Regions from separate parts of the Oryctolagus cuniculus genome. Here region 1 is linked to region 2. The links are chromatin contacts, called in public Hi-C maps. All regions are on one chromosome and are shown on one strand. The core of a region is the stretch at or near the end of the contact, and the rest is flanking DNA. Distances in the headings are between cores, read along the strand shown. Region 1 has its middle 18 kb from the start of UBXN7. Region 2 holds the start of ZDHHC19 (zinc finger DHHC-type palmitoyltransferase 19).

Region 1 (5,720 bases), core at 2,086-4,585, 220 kb before region 2:
GGAAAGATTCATCTAGGAGGAATTAGCAGTTAGTTTTAGGCTTTTGAGTCTTGAAAATCTAGTGTTCAGAGAGGGCAAGAAAGAACTCAACAGAAGAACAATAGATTTGGGAGAATACCCATTGTTGAGTAAGACAGGATTCCCCGACCTCAGAGCAAATGAAGGTTCCCTGGACTGGGAGAGGAGAAGCATTACAGGTTCAGGTGAAGTGTGTATCTCTGGAGAAGGAGAGCTTGTGCCCCAGACTCCCTTGTGTCTCAGAAGCATCCCCCAAATAATACGGAAACAGAGAACCTTAGACAACCTCGGAGCTTCTCTGGCCCAGGCAGGAATTAGAGCAGCAGAACATTCCCTGTGTGCTCAGCAGGGACCTTTGGACCTAAAGGAATTCTACAAATGAGGACAGAGAAGCACTAAGCAAGAGATATGTTGGGATGGTATCATAAGATGGTGGCGTATGGCTCTGTGGTGTAAGGGTTAAGCCACCTACTGCAGTGCTGGAGTCCCATATGGGCTCCAGTCCTGTCCCTGCTGCTCTGTTTCTGATCCAGCTCCCTGCTAATATGCCCGGGGAAGCAATGGAACATGACCCGACGCACCTATGTAGGAGACCCCAAGGAAGCTCTTAGCTCCTGGCTTCAACCTGGTCCAGTCCTGGCTGTTGTGGCTATTTGGGGAATGAACCAGCAAATGGAAGATTCTCTCTCTCTCTCTCTTTCTCTCTCTTTCTTTCTTTCTCTCTCCCCCTCTCTTCCTGTAACTGCCTTAGAAGAAAGATTTATTTATTTATTTTGAAAGGCAGAATTATAGAGAGTAAGAGGCAGAGGGAGAGAGGTCTTCCATCTGCTGGTTCCCTCCCCAGATGACCGCATCAGCCAGGAGCCAGGAGCCAGGAGCCAGGAGCTTCTTCCAGGTCTCCCACGTGGGTGCAGGGGCCCAAGAACTTGGAGGACCATCTTCTGCTGCTTTCCCAGGCCATAGCAGAGAGCTGGATAGGAAGTGGAGCAGCCAGGACTCCAACCGGTGCCCACATGAGATGCTGGCACTACAGGCGGTGGCTTCACCTGCTACGCCACAGCGCCAGCCCCAATAAATAAATTAAAAAATATATAGGTGGGCCGGCGTCGTGGCTCAATAGGCTAATCCTCCACCTGTGGCGCCGGCACACTAGGTTCTAGTCCAGGTCAGAGCGCCGGATTCTGTCCCAGTTGCTCCTCTTCCTGTCCAGCTCTCTGCTGTGGCCCGGGAGTGCAGTGGAGGATGGCCCAAGTGCTTGGGTCCTGCACCTGCATGGGAGACCAGGAGAAGCACCTGGCTCCTGGCTTTGGATCAGCGCAGTGCGTTGGCCACAGCGGCCATTGGGGAGTGAACCAATGGAAGGAAGACCTTTCTCTGTCTCTCTCTCTCACTGTCCACTCTGCCTGTCAAAAAAAAAAAAAATATATATATATATAGGTGGTGGCGTGACTAGATGACAAAGGTCACATGGGTGCCAAAGCAGAAGTGTCTGTGTGTGTCTGTGTGTGTTTACGCTAATGGAAAGCCCCCCAAGAATTTATGTATAACACAAGGTAAAGCATGAGGAAACCAGCTTAACTGAAATAAAATTTTTGTTTCCCCAGATGGAGTTAACAATATAAATAAAGTTGAATCATAGAAACATAAAGGTATAGTACAACTACTTCTGGCTCAAGATTAGTATCAGCTACTTTTTAAAAAAATTTTTTTTATTTATTTGAAAGGCAGTTACAGGGGTGGGGAGCAGAAACAGAGATATCTCCCCCAAAACAGTCGCAACGGCCACAGCTGAGCCAGGCCGAAGCCAGGAGCCAAGAGCTTCTTCCAGGTCTCCCATATGGGTGCAGGGGCCCAAGTGCCTAGGCCATCCTCTGCTGCTTTCCTAGGTGCATTAGCAGGGAGCTGGAGTGGAAGTGGAGCAGTGGGACTCAAAGCTGCAGCCATATAGTTTGCCGGCATTGCAGGCAATGGCTTTACACACTACACCACAATGCCAAACCCTGGTATCAGCTATTTGTGTAGCTATTCTAGGATATTAGAATTTGGGGGCAGCATATAACTGTCTAAGGACCACATACAAACTGGGAAATATTCTCACCTGTTTATTCCCAAAGGATGGATTCAGTGCAGTGAAAGAAGACTTTATTAATGGTCTTGCAAGCTCAGGTGCCTGGTAGGCAGGCACACTGAGGGTGGTTTCTAGCAAGCAATTTATTTCCAGCAGGCAGGTCCCTCCTCCTGTTCTTCACTGGCTAAGTACTATGTGGTTACAATCTTCCTGGACGTCACCTGTATTTCCATCTGTTGTAGTTTTGCTAAAGTTCTATTGGCTCAACGCCTTGTTTGCTTCAGGACTTTCCAGGTGCGTGTACTTTGTGGTTTGTAACCTGGCTGGTTACGCTGGCTACTTGTGACTGTCTATACTTCTGCAAGCTATTATGCTAGCTAGTTGTTAGTAATTTTCAGGTGAACACTTTAATTTGAAAATGAACCAAATGGGGACTGATGTTGTGGCGTAGCAGGTAAAGCTGCTGCCTGCAGTGCTGGCATCCCATATGGGTGCCAGTTTGTGTCTCAGCTGCTCCACTTCCAATCCAGCTCCCTGCTGATGTGCCTGGGAATGCAGTGGAAGATGGCCCAAGTCCTTGGGGCCCTACCATGCATGTGGGAGACCCTGATAAAACTCCTGGCTCCTAGCATTGGCCCTCCCAGCCCTTTGCCTCGCCCTCTCTCTGTAATTCTGACTTTCAAATAAATAAATGAGTCTTTAACAACAACAACAACAACAACAACAACAACAACAAAAGAGCGAGAGAGAGAGAAAGAAAGAAAATGAATCTTATGTCTTTACTTCTCACACATAGACTAGGTTTGGAGCTGTGTCATCCTGGGACAAAGGCCAGGATGTGTTATGAATTGGTGTGTGGAGATAAGATGAACTTTCAGAAGTTTGCTGATTTCAGAAACATCAATGAGCAGCAATGAGATTGAGCATGAAAGAGTCCGTCCCACAGAATGATTCAATTCCCTGGACAGACATAGGGTGATTGACAAGAGTGAGGGCGCCCTTATTATTAGAGTTCGCATTCATGTTTCACTTTCCTAAGTCGAGATGCCTGTCCTTGCTGAGGGTTGCCTTGTGCAACCTCACCCTCTGAAAGATGCGTTGAAGGACTTCCGGAGGGCCCCACTGCATGGTTAGGGTAGGGTTCTCGTCGGGTGATAGTCAAGGCTGCGGGGGATTCTGCAGTCGTGTTGAACGCTTGCATCGGCTGGCAGTCAGTGGCGGCTTGTTGGAAGGAAGCCTTAGTTCCTAGCGACACATGCCCTCCACACAATGGCTTCAGTGTGCTTGTGCCTGGCAGCTGGTTTTCCCCAGAGCAAGTGATGCAAGAGGAGCCATGTGGAAGCTGCGATACCTTTTATGACCACATCTTAGAAGTCTCATACTTCTGCCATATTCTTCTCATGAGAGGCAAATCATTAAACTGGCCCACCCTGAAGAAGAGAGGAATTCGATGCCTTTTTTCAATGCAAGGCCTGTCAAAGAATTTGTGGCTATTTTTTTTAATTTAAAATATCTTTATTCCTTTATATGGTAAATGCTGTCCCCTACTAACAAACAATGACATTTGTCTTTCAGTCTGTCAAGCATAGGTGAAAAATCCATGTATCTTTCTGCATTGCATATTGGCATGATATAGGATGCAGAATGGAAAAGTCAATTTAATAGACATTATTAAGTAATTTCACGCATGTGCAGAATCTTGAATAAATGCTTAAAACTGTAGAGCCACATTAAATGTGGGCATATGCATGTTCCATGTACACCAACGGGTCCAACACAAGAGGTGTGTGCACTGATTTCTGGTACGCAGCTTGCTTTCGATGACTTTAAATACCCAATTCCAAATCTTCCAACTCCTGAAGAAGAGCTGTCTCATTTTGAATTTTCTCCAATTGATTTTTTTTCTAGCTGTTTTCCACTTGCTGCTTGTTCTCTCCATTGTTCTATTGCTTTCAATTTCTTCTTTAGGTTCTCGGTATTTTTGTCTACCTCAGAGTCTCCAGAAGTTGACCGAGAGGTACTGTTTCATGGTGTGTTTTGTGGGACAGGAGTAGATGACAAGCTGGACTTTGTCACTTCTTGCTTTCTGCTTTGTGGCTCTCTTAGTTTCATGCTTCCTTTGATTTTTAAAGGCTGTTTTTGATAAGGGTTTATCATTTCCTGGTTTTGGCTTCATAATGTGAGGTGGCTCCTCTTCACGCAGCTTGGAATTGGTGACTGGTTTATTTCCCTTTTTAAAGATTTATTTATGTGGGGCCGGCGCCATGGCACAGTAGGTTAATCCTCCGCCTGTGGCGCCGGTATCCCATATGGGCACCGGTTCTAGTCCTGGCTGCTCCTCTTCCAATCCAGCTCTCGGCTGTGGCCTGGGAAAGCAATAGAAGATGGCCCAAGTCCTTGGGCCCTGCACCTGCATGGGAGACTGGGAAGAAGCACCTGGCTCCTGGCTTCGGATTGGCGCAGCTCCAACCGTTGCGACTATTGGGGAGTGAACCAACGGATAGATAACTTTTCTCTCTGTTTCTCCCTCTCACTGTCTGTAACTCTACTTCTCAAATATTTATTTGTTTGAAAGGCAGAGTTACAGAGAGGCAGAGAGAGAGAGAGAGAGTTTCCCACCCACTGGTTCACTCCCCAAATGGCTGCAACAGCCAGAGCTGGGTTGACCTGAAGTCAGGAGCCTGGAGCTTCTTCCAGGTCTCTCACATGGGTGCAGGGGCCCAAGGACTTGGGCCATCTTCTACTGCGTTCCCAGGCCACAGCAGAGAGCAGGATTTGAAGTGGAGTAGCTGGGACTCGAACCGGTGTCCATATGGGATGCTGGCACTGCAGGTGGCAGCTTTATGTGCTGCCTCAGAGTGCCGGGCCCCAGTTGGTTTATTTCTTAAATCAGGGGGTCTATAATTGTTACAACTTTAGGTTCCTCACAGGGTACTTCACTTGGAACTGCTTGGTAAGTTATTGTTTTTGCTGGAAATATTCCATCCAAAAATGGCTGCCATGAAACTGGCCACAATTCTCCATTTGAGGACACATCATGATTGTTCAAGACAGAGCCAGTGTAATGCAAATCTTATCCCCATTATTAACATGTAACCTGGAAGCACACGTGACTTTTTTTTTTTTTTTTTTTGACAGGCAGAGTGGCTAGTGAGAGAGAGAGACAGAGAGAAAGGTCTTCCTTTTGCCGTTGGTTCACGCTCCAATGGCCGCTGCAGCCGGTGCACTGCGCTGATCCGATGGCAGGAGCCAGGTACTTCTCCTGGTCTCCCATGGGGTGCAGGGCCCAAGCACTTGGGTCATCCTCCACTGCCTTCCCGGGCCACAGCAGAGAGCTGGCCTGGAAGAGGGGCAACTGGGACAGAATCCGGCGCTCTGACCGGGACTAGAACCCAGTGTGCTGGTGCTGCAGACGGAGGACTAGCCTATTGAGCAGTGGTGCCGGCCTAATGTGACTGTTAAAATATCCTCACCACCTGGGTACTGAGCAAGATTCATAGAATTAGAAGCCACTGGTTTAGAAATCAACTTGTAGGTTTTAACATCCCACACTTCCATTTGTCCTCTCAGAGTTCCAAATCCAGCTAGTACTATTATATGTCCATGAAGGCTATAGTAGGCTGCGTTCCAAGGA
Region 2 (5,969 bases), core at 2,271-4,770:
CACCTGTCAGTCATGTCCCAGCACCACATCCTGACCCCTGATTCTGAGTGCTGCCCAGGGTATGGGAGATGACGACGCTGTAACACACGACACAGGAAACAACCTGAAGTAACTGGAGGAATGTGGTATAGAGCTGTGGGTGTTGGAGCCAGGAAGTGAGGGCAGCCAAAAGCCAAAGGTTTTCCACAGAGATGGCAAGGATTCCTGGGAGTCAGAGGATGACAGCATTTATCTGCCACATGTTTGCAGAGAGCCTTACTGCCTGGGGACCAGACACCTCGCTGGCGAGCGTGGTGAAGGATGTGACGCGGCACATACTCCAAAGGCCCAAAAAGGCTTGAGGTTTAGATGCCATAAGCAAAAGAGACAATAGAATTGCCATGCTAGATGGCAATAGAAGCAAGGAGACCTGCCAGTGCTGTGGGTTAAGTCGCCACCTGCAGCACCCGCGTTCCATATAGGCACCGGTTCAAGTCCGGCTGTTCCACTTCTGAGCCAGCTCCCTGCTAATGCAGCTGGGAAAGCAGCAGAAGATGGCTCAAGTGCTTGTGCCCCTGCACCCACATGGGAGAGCTGGAAGAAGCTCCTGGCTCTTGGCTTCAGTGCAGTCCAGCCCTGGCCATTGTGGCCATTTGGGGAGTGAACCAGCAGATGGAACAACTCTCTCTCTCACTTGCTCTCGCTCTTTCTCTCTCTCTCCTTCTCTCCCTCTCTCTGTAATTCTGTTTCAAATAAGTAAATAGATGCATATAAATATATATATTATAATTAGTCAACAATGTTAACAAGGATGCAGATATCAGCCATGTTGGTTACTTTTGGCTGGGAGGTGGTTCCGAGCAGTGATTTCGGGAAGCTCTGGTTATCTCATACATGGAAACCTAGGGCATTCAGCAGAGCAGGGGGCACTGCACGGAAGGACTGATGGCCTCAGCTCCTCCTCGCTAGCTTCCTCTGTACCCACGTCAAATGAGTGAGGAAGGAAGGAAGGAAGGAAAGGAGGGAGGGAGGGGGGAACTGAGGAGCAAGAGAGAAAGGAAGCAAAATAAAAAGGAAAAAGAAATGTCTTCTTGAAGAGAATCAGACCTCTGATTGGCAGTTGCCTGGATTACCTTGGTAACTACCTAGAAGAAATCTTAATCTGATTAAAATCTTAAAGTTTATCAAGTACACCAATTATTCTCCAGATGCAGCAATGACTTATCACACACAAAAATTGCCAGACCAGGTTTTCACATAGTTATTTTTCTTTTTTAAAGATTTATTTATTTATTTATTTGAAATGTGACGTTACAGAGAGGGTGAGGCAAAGGCCGAGAGAAAAGTCTTCCATCTGCTGTTTCACTCCCTAACTGGCTGTACCAGCCAGGGCTGGGCAGGCCGAAGTCAGGAGCCAGGAGCTTTATCTGGGTCTCCCACATGGATGCAGGGGCCCTAGCACTTAGGCCATCTTCCACTGCTTTCCCAGGCATGTTAGTAGGGAGCTGGATTGGAAGTGGAGCAGCCGGGAGTTGAACCTATGCCCATATGGAATGCCCGCACTGCAGGCTGCTGCTTTACCCGCTGCGCCACAGCGCTGGCCCCCAGAGTAGCTCTTGCAGTGTCACTGAGCACAGGATGAGAATACAGGGTGTGTAAATGACACCTGCATGTTTTGAACACCCCCCTTTGACTGAGAAGGCTTTGTCGTGGATTATGAGGGGAGGGGCAAACCTTGAGTGCCACCTAACAGGCGAAAAGACAAGAGGGTTGTTTTATTTTGCTAAACTTGGGCCCAGCAGCAAAAAATGGCAACATCAAAAAGAGTCATCAGGTAAGAACACAGGTGCCTGAGGCCAAGTGTAGTCACAAGGTCAGTGTCATCAGGTTACCAATCCCTTCCAGGGCATAGTCAAAAGTAACAGCATTTTCAGTTTTTTTTTTTTTAAGTGAGGGATCTCCTATTGTTGTGTTAATTAGTTCATAATTGTCTATGGTCAGAACATTTCCCCCCCCCAAAAATCTAAGAATAGATGTAACCTAAAATTCCTTTTAGGTTAGAAAAGAGAGTAAGTCTACCACTGAATAGACAGAAAGCAGAAAAATCACTTTTTTCTGCACCATGTTGCAAACAGACTGCTATTCAAGAATCATTTCTCTTCCAACTGACCAATACTCTCCTGTTACACATACATGTCTAAAATTCAATTTTAGGGAGGAGTGTCTGGCACAGCAGCCAAGATGCCAATTGGGACAGCTATGTTCCATAGCAGAGTGCCTGGGCTTGAGTTCTTTCTGCTAATGTGCACCCTGGGAGGCAGCAGGCGATGGCTCGAGTACTTGGGTTCCTGCCACCCACGTAGGAGACAGAGGTTAAGTTTTGGGCTCCTGGCTTCTGCTCAGCCCATCCCAGCTATTGTGAACATTTGGGGAGTGAACAGTGGATGGGAGATTGTCTCTGTTTCTGTCTCACCCTGCCTTTCAAATAAATGAAAAATGAATTTTAAATTAATATTAACATATTTCAGTATGTGAGTCTTTTTTAACTATGTATTTATTTATTTGAAAGGCAGAGTTACAGAGAGGCAGAGGCAGAAAGAGAGAGAGAGAGAGAGTCTTCCATCGGCTGGGTCACTCCCCAAATGACTGAAATGGCCAGAGCTGGGCTGATCTGAAGCCAGGAGCCAGGAGCTTCTTCCAAGCCTCTCATGCAGGTGCAGGGGCCCAAGGACTTGGGCCATCCTCTACTGCTTTCCCAGGCCATAGCAGAGAGCTGGATCAGAAGTGGAGCAGCCGGGACTCAAACTGGTGCCCATATGGGATGCCGGCACTGCCGGCAGTGGTTTTACCTGCTACACCACAGCGTCAGCCCTCAGTATGTGTTTAAATGTCCAAATATATAACAGTCAAATTAAATTGTGATGAATGCAAATATCTGAGGCTTTAAACATTAGCATTTGAAACCTAATCTTATCACTCATAAGACAATATTCTTACTACATTGAGTCTAGCTTCTAATTTGAAAGTCACAAAGAACAAAGCATGTTTCCACAGACAAGCAAATGCACGGAACAACAATTGCGTGTTGAGCAGGAACTTTGGAGCTCCACTTTTAATCAGATTATTTTCCTACAAGTGATCCAATTCTATCACCCCAATTTAATATTCATCTTACATTCTAGAAACCAAATCAGGGACCTTGGAATTACATATTTTATCCATGTTGAAGAACAATGCATTCTCTGTTGAAATTGAAGGCAAGTGTTACACTTTGACGTATGCCAGTTGCTGCGTCATGGCAGACGCCCAGTAGCTCGGCAGACTCCCAGGAGGCAGTAGCTCCGAAGCTGATTGGTGGGGCCTGGCTGACAGGCCCGTGTGATTGCTCCAATAGCAGCAGGGAAATGATCCTCGCCTCTCATGAAGACTTTGGTCTCAGGAATCTTCCAAACGCGGAGGGGTTCCAAATGCTTAGTGGCCAAAACAAATGGCAAATGTTGGTTGCATAGAGCAGAAAATCCTGTTATTTTCTCACTTTTTTTTTTTTTTTTTTTTTTGGACAGGCAGAGTGGATAGTGAGAGAGAGAGACAGAGAGAAAGGTCTTCCTTTGCCGTTGGTTCACCCTCCAATGGCCACCACGGCTGGCGCACTGTGGCCGGCGCACCGCGCTGTTCCGAAGGCAGGAGCCAGGTGCTTCTCCTGGTCTCCCATGGGGTGCAGGGCCCAAGCACCCGGGCCATCCTCCACTGCACTCCCTGGCCACAGCAGAGAGCTGGCCTGGAAGAGGGGCAACCGGGACAGAATCCGGCACCCCGACCGGGACTAGAACCTGTGCTGGCGCTGCTAGGTGGAGGATTAGCCTAGTGAGCGGCGGCGCTGGCCTATTTTCTCACATATTAAGCACAGCTCAGAGGGAGCCAGTTCAGGACTGGGAAAAGACTAGGCAATGTCATCAGCTCTGTCCGGGGAGCACGCTGACTTGTGGCCTAAGAGGTCCAAGGTGACAGCCAGGATATCTGAGTTCAAGACAGGATGAAGGGGTGGAGCTCCGCCCTCAGCAGGTGTCTCACTGAGCAGAATCGTGTCATGAAGGCAATCCGAAAAAGAAGGAATGCTGGGAAATTATTTAGTTGAAATTTTGTCATAGTGAAAAGGAAGAAATGGAGAGGGCACCGGTTCGAGTCCCAGTTGCTCCACTTCTGATTCAGCTCTCTGCTTTGGCCTGGGAAAGCAGTAGAAGATGGTCCAGATGCTTGGGACCCTGCACCCACATGGGAGACTGGGAAGAAGCTCCTGGCTCCTGGTTTCGGATCAGCGCAGCTCCAGCTGATGTGGCCAATTGGGGAGTGAACCAGCGGATGGAAGACCTCTCTGTCTCTCTGCCTCTCCTTCTCTCTCTGTGTAACTCTGGCTTTCAAATAAATAAATAAATCTTTTAAAAAGATGGGTTTATTTAGCTCACAGTTTTCGAAGCTGAAAATCTAAGATCAGGTGGCCCCATCTGTTGGCCTCTGGTGAGGGCATGTTGCATCACAACATGGCAAATGACATCATGGCAAGAGCACCTGGACACATGACAGATGGGATGGCAAGACCAGAAGCCGGAGAGCGGGGAAGGCCAGTCTTGCTCTTCCCTAACAACCTACTCTCACAGGAAGGAGGTCTCATGAGAGCGCCGTCCCTTCTTGGGGGGCCTCACTCTAGGCCCCGCCTCTTAAAGTTTCCACCACCTCTTAACATTGATTCCCTGAGGACCAAGCTTCTAGCGCATGAACCTCTAGGCGACAAACCACATCCCAAACCATAGAGCCTGTAGTGAAGCCAACCTCACAGGGGCAGGACCTCCCAGCCCCCAGCACACGTGCATGCGCCCGTGTGTGTGTGTGTGTGTGTGTGTGTGTCTGGGAGGCAGGGGTTGCTACTGGAAGTCATTGGAAGCAGCCAGAGCCCCCAGTCCTCAGCCTCTATGATGTCACAATCAGATTTCTTTCCTTCTATCCTGGACTGTTACTTCCGAGGCTGTTGTGGTCATGGGGCTCTGGAAACCAGCAGGGAGAAGGGAGCTTGGTGGCTCTGATCTCCCCTGGGGACACAGGACAGCCAGGCATGCCGCTGTTAAAGGATGCCACGCCCATGGTAAAGGAGCTGCGGCCCCCGCCGCCGGTCCCCCTTTGCTGGTTCCTCCCGAGCCTATTTGCTGCCTTCAACGTGGTGCTGCTCGTCATTTTCAGTGGTCTCTTCTTTGCATTCCCGTGAGTCCCCTACGCAAGCTGTCAAGCTTCTTACAGTCAGCTTGCATGGAAAACAGATAAGGACAGCAGGCAGGCAAGGGCATGCAAGGGGGTCAGGGTTCAGGGACAGGAACCTATTCTAGGTGGAGGGAACTTTGCATTTGGGGAGCTGCAGGTGGCTGGTAATGCTGATGATGTTTGGGCTGTCAATGGCCTGGCTGCCCAGAGCTGGCTGAAAGGTCTGTGAGTCCTGACCCCAGCACGCCAGGCCCTCGGGGGAGCTGTGGGCTGCCGCGGGTCAGGACTGAGCCTGGCTCTGGTTTCAGTTGCAGGTGGCTGGCTCAGCACGGGAACTGGGCCTTCCCCACCGTCACAGGCCTCCTCTTTGCCCTTACCTTCTTCAGTCTCATTACACTCAACTTCTCAGACCCTGGTATCTTACATCGAGGTGAGGCCTCTGCCCGCTGGGAGAAGGAGGTGCCCACCCCCAGCTCCCCTCCTCCGCCCCAAGGCTCCTTCCCACATGCCCATTGCTCTGGCCCTGACGCTTCATCCCCCAAACCACCAAGGTGTGGATAAATACAACTCTGAAGCTTTTCCAGTTGCCTTGAAGGGAGGGCTGGTCAGGGGCTGGGGGAGAGAAGCCCGTGGGTTCTTCCTGGGCACTGGTCCCCTCTGCTTCCCTCCCATTGTGCACACAACAGAAAACGTGGATCACGGTTCCAAAGGCCCGAGCTCCTATAGAACGCCTTCCCTCT

The links. A called contact is a pair of places that touch in the nucleus more often than the background predicts.
Region 1: a Hi-C map of an unstated tissue shows a contact between it and region 2, with 3 times the contacts expected there. The contact joins the enhancer-like site here to the promoter of ZDHHC19 in region 2. A contact is called at or near these places in 2 of 6 Hi-C or Micro-C datasets (ear pinna and an unstated tissue).

The regions. Positions count from the first base shown.
Region 1 is chr4:82,972,051-82,977,770 of mOryCun1.1, reverse strand. It overlaps the pseudogene LOC100349087. Among named protein-coding and RNA genes, the nearest start is that of UBXN7, 18 kb to the right of the region's middle. Within about 2 kb of position 3,335, at least 1 of the 8 cell types and tissues checked has an H3K27ac peak or open chromatin away from gene starts, as enhancers often do.
Region 2 is chr4:82,747,496-82,753,464 of mOryCun1.1, reverse strand. It overlaps ZDHHC19 (zinc finger DHHC-type palmitoyltransferase 19), which reads left to right and starts at 3,520. Exons shown (of 7, transcript XM_070072295.1): 1 at 3,520-5,116; 2 at 5,544-5,659. The coding sequence starts at 5,103.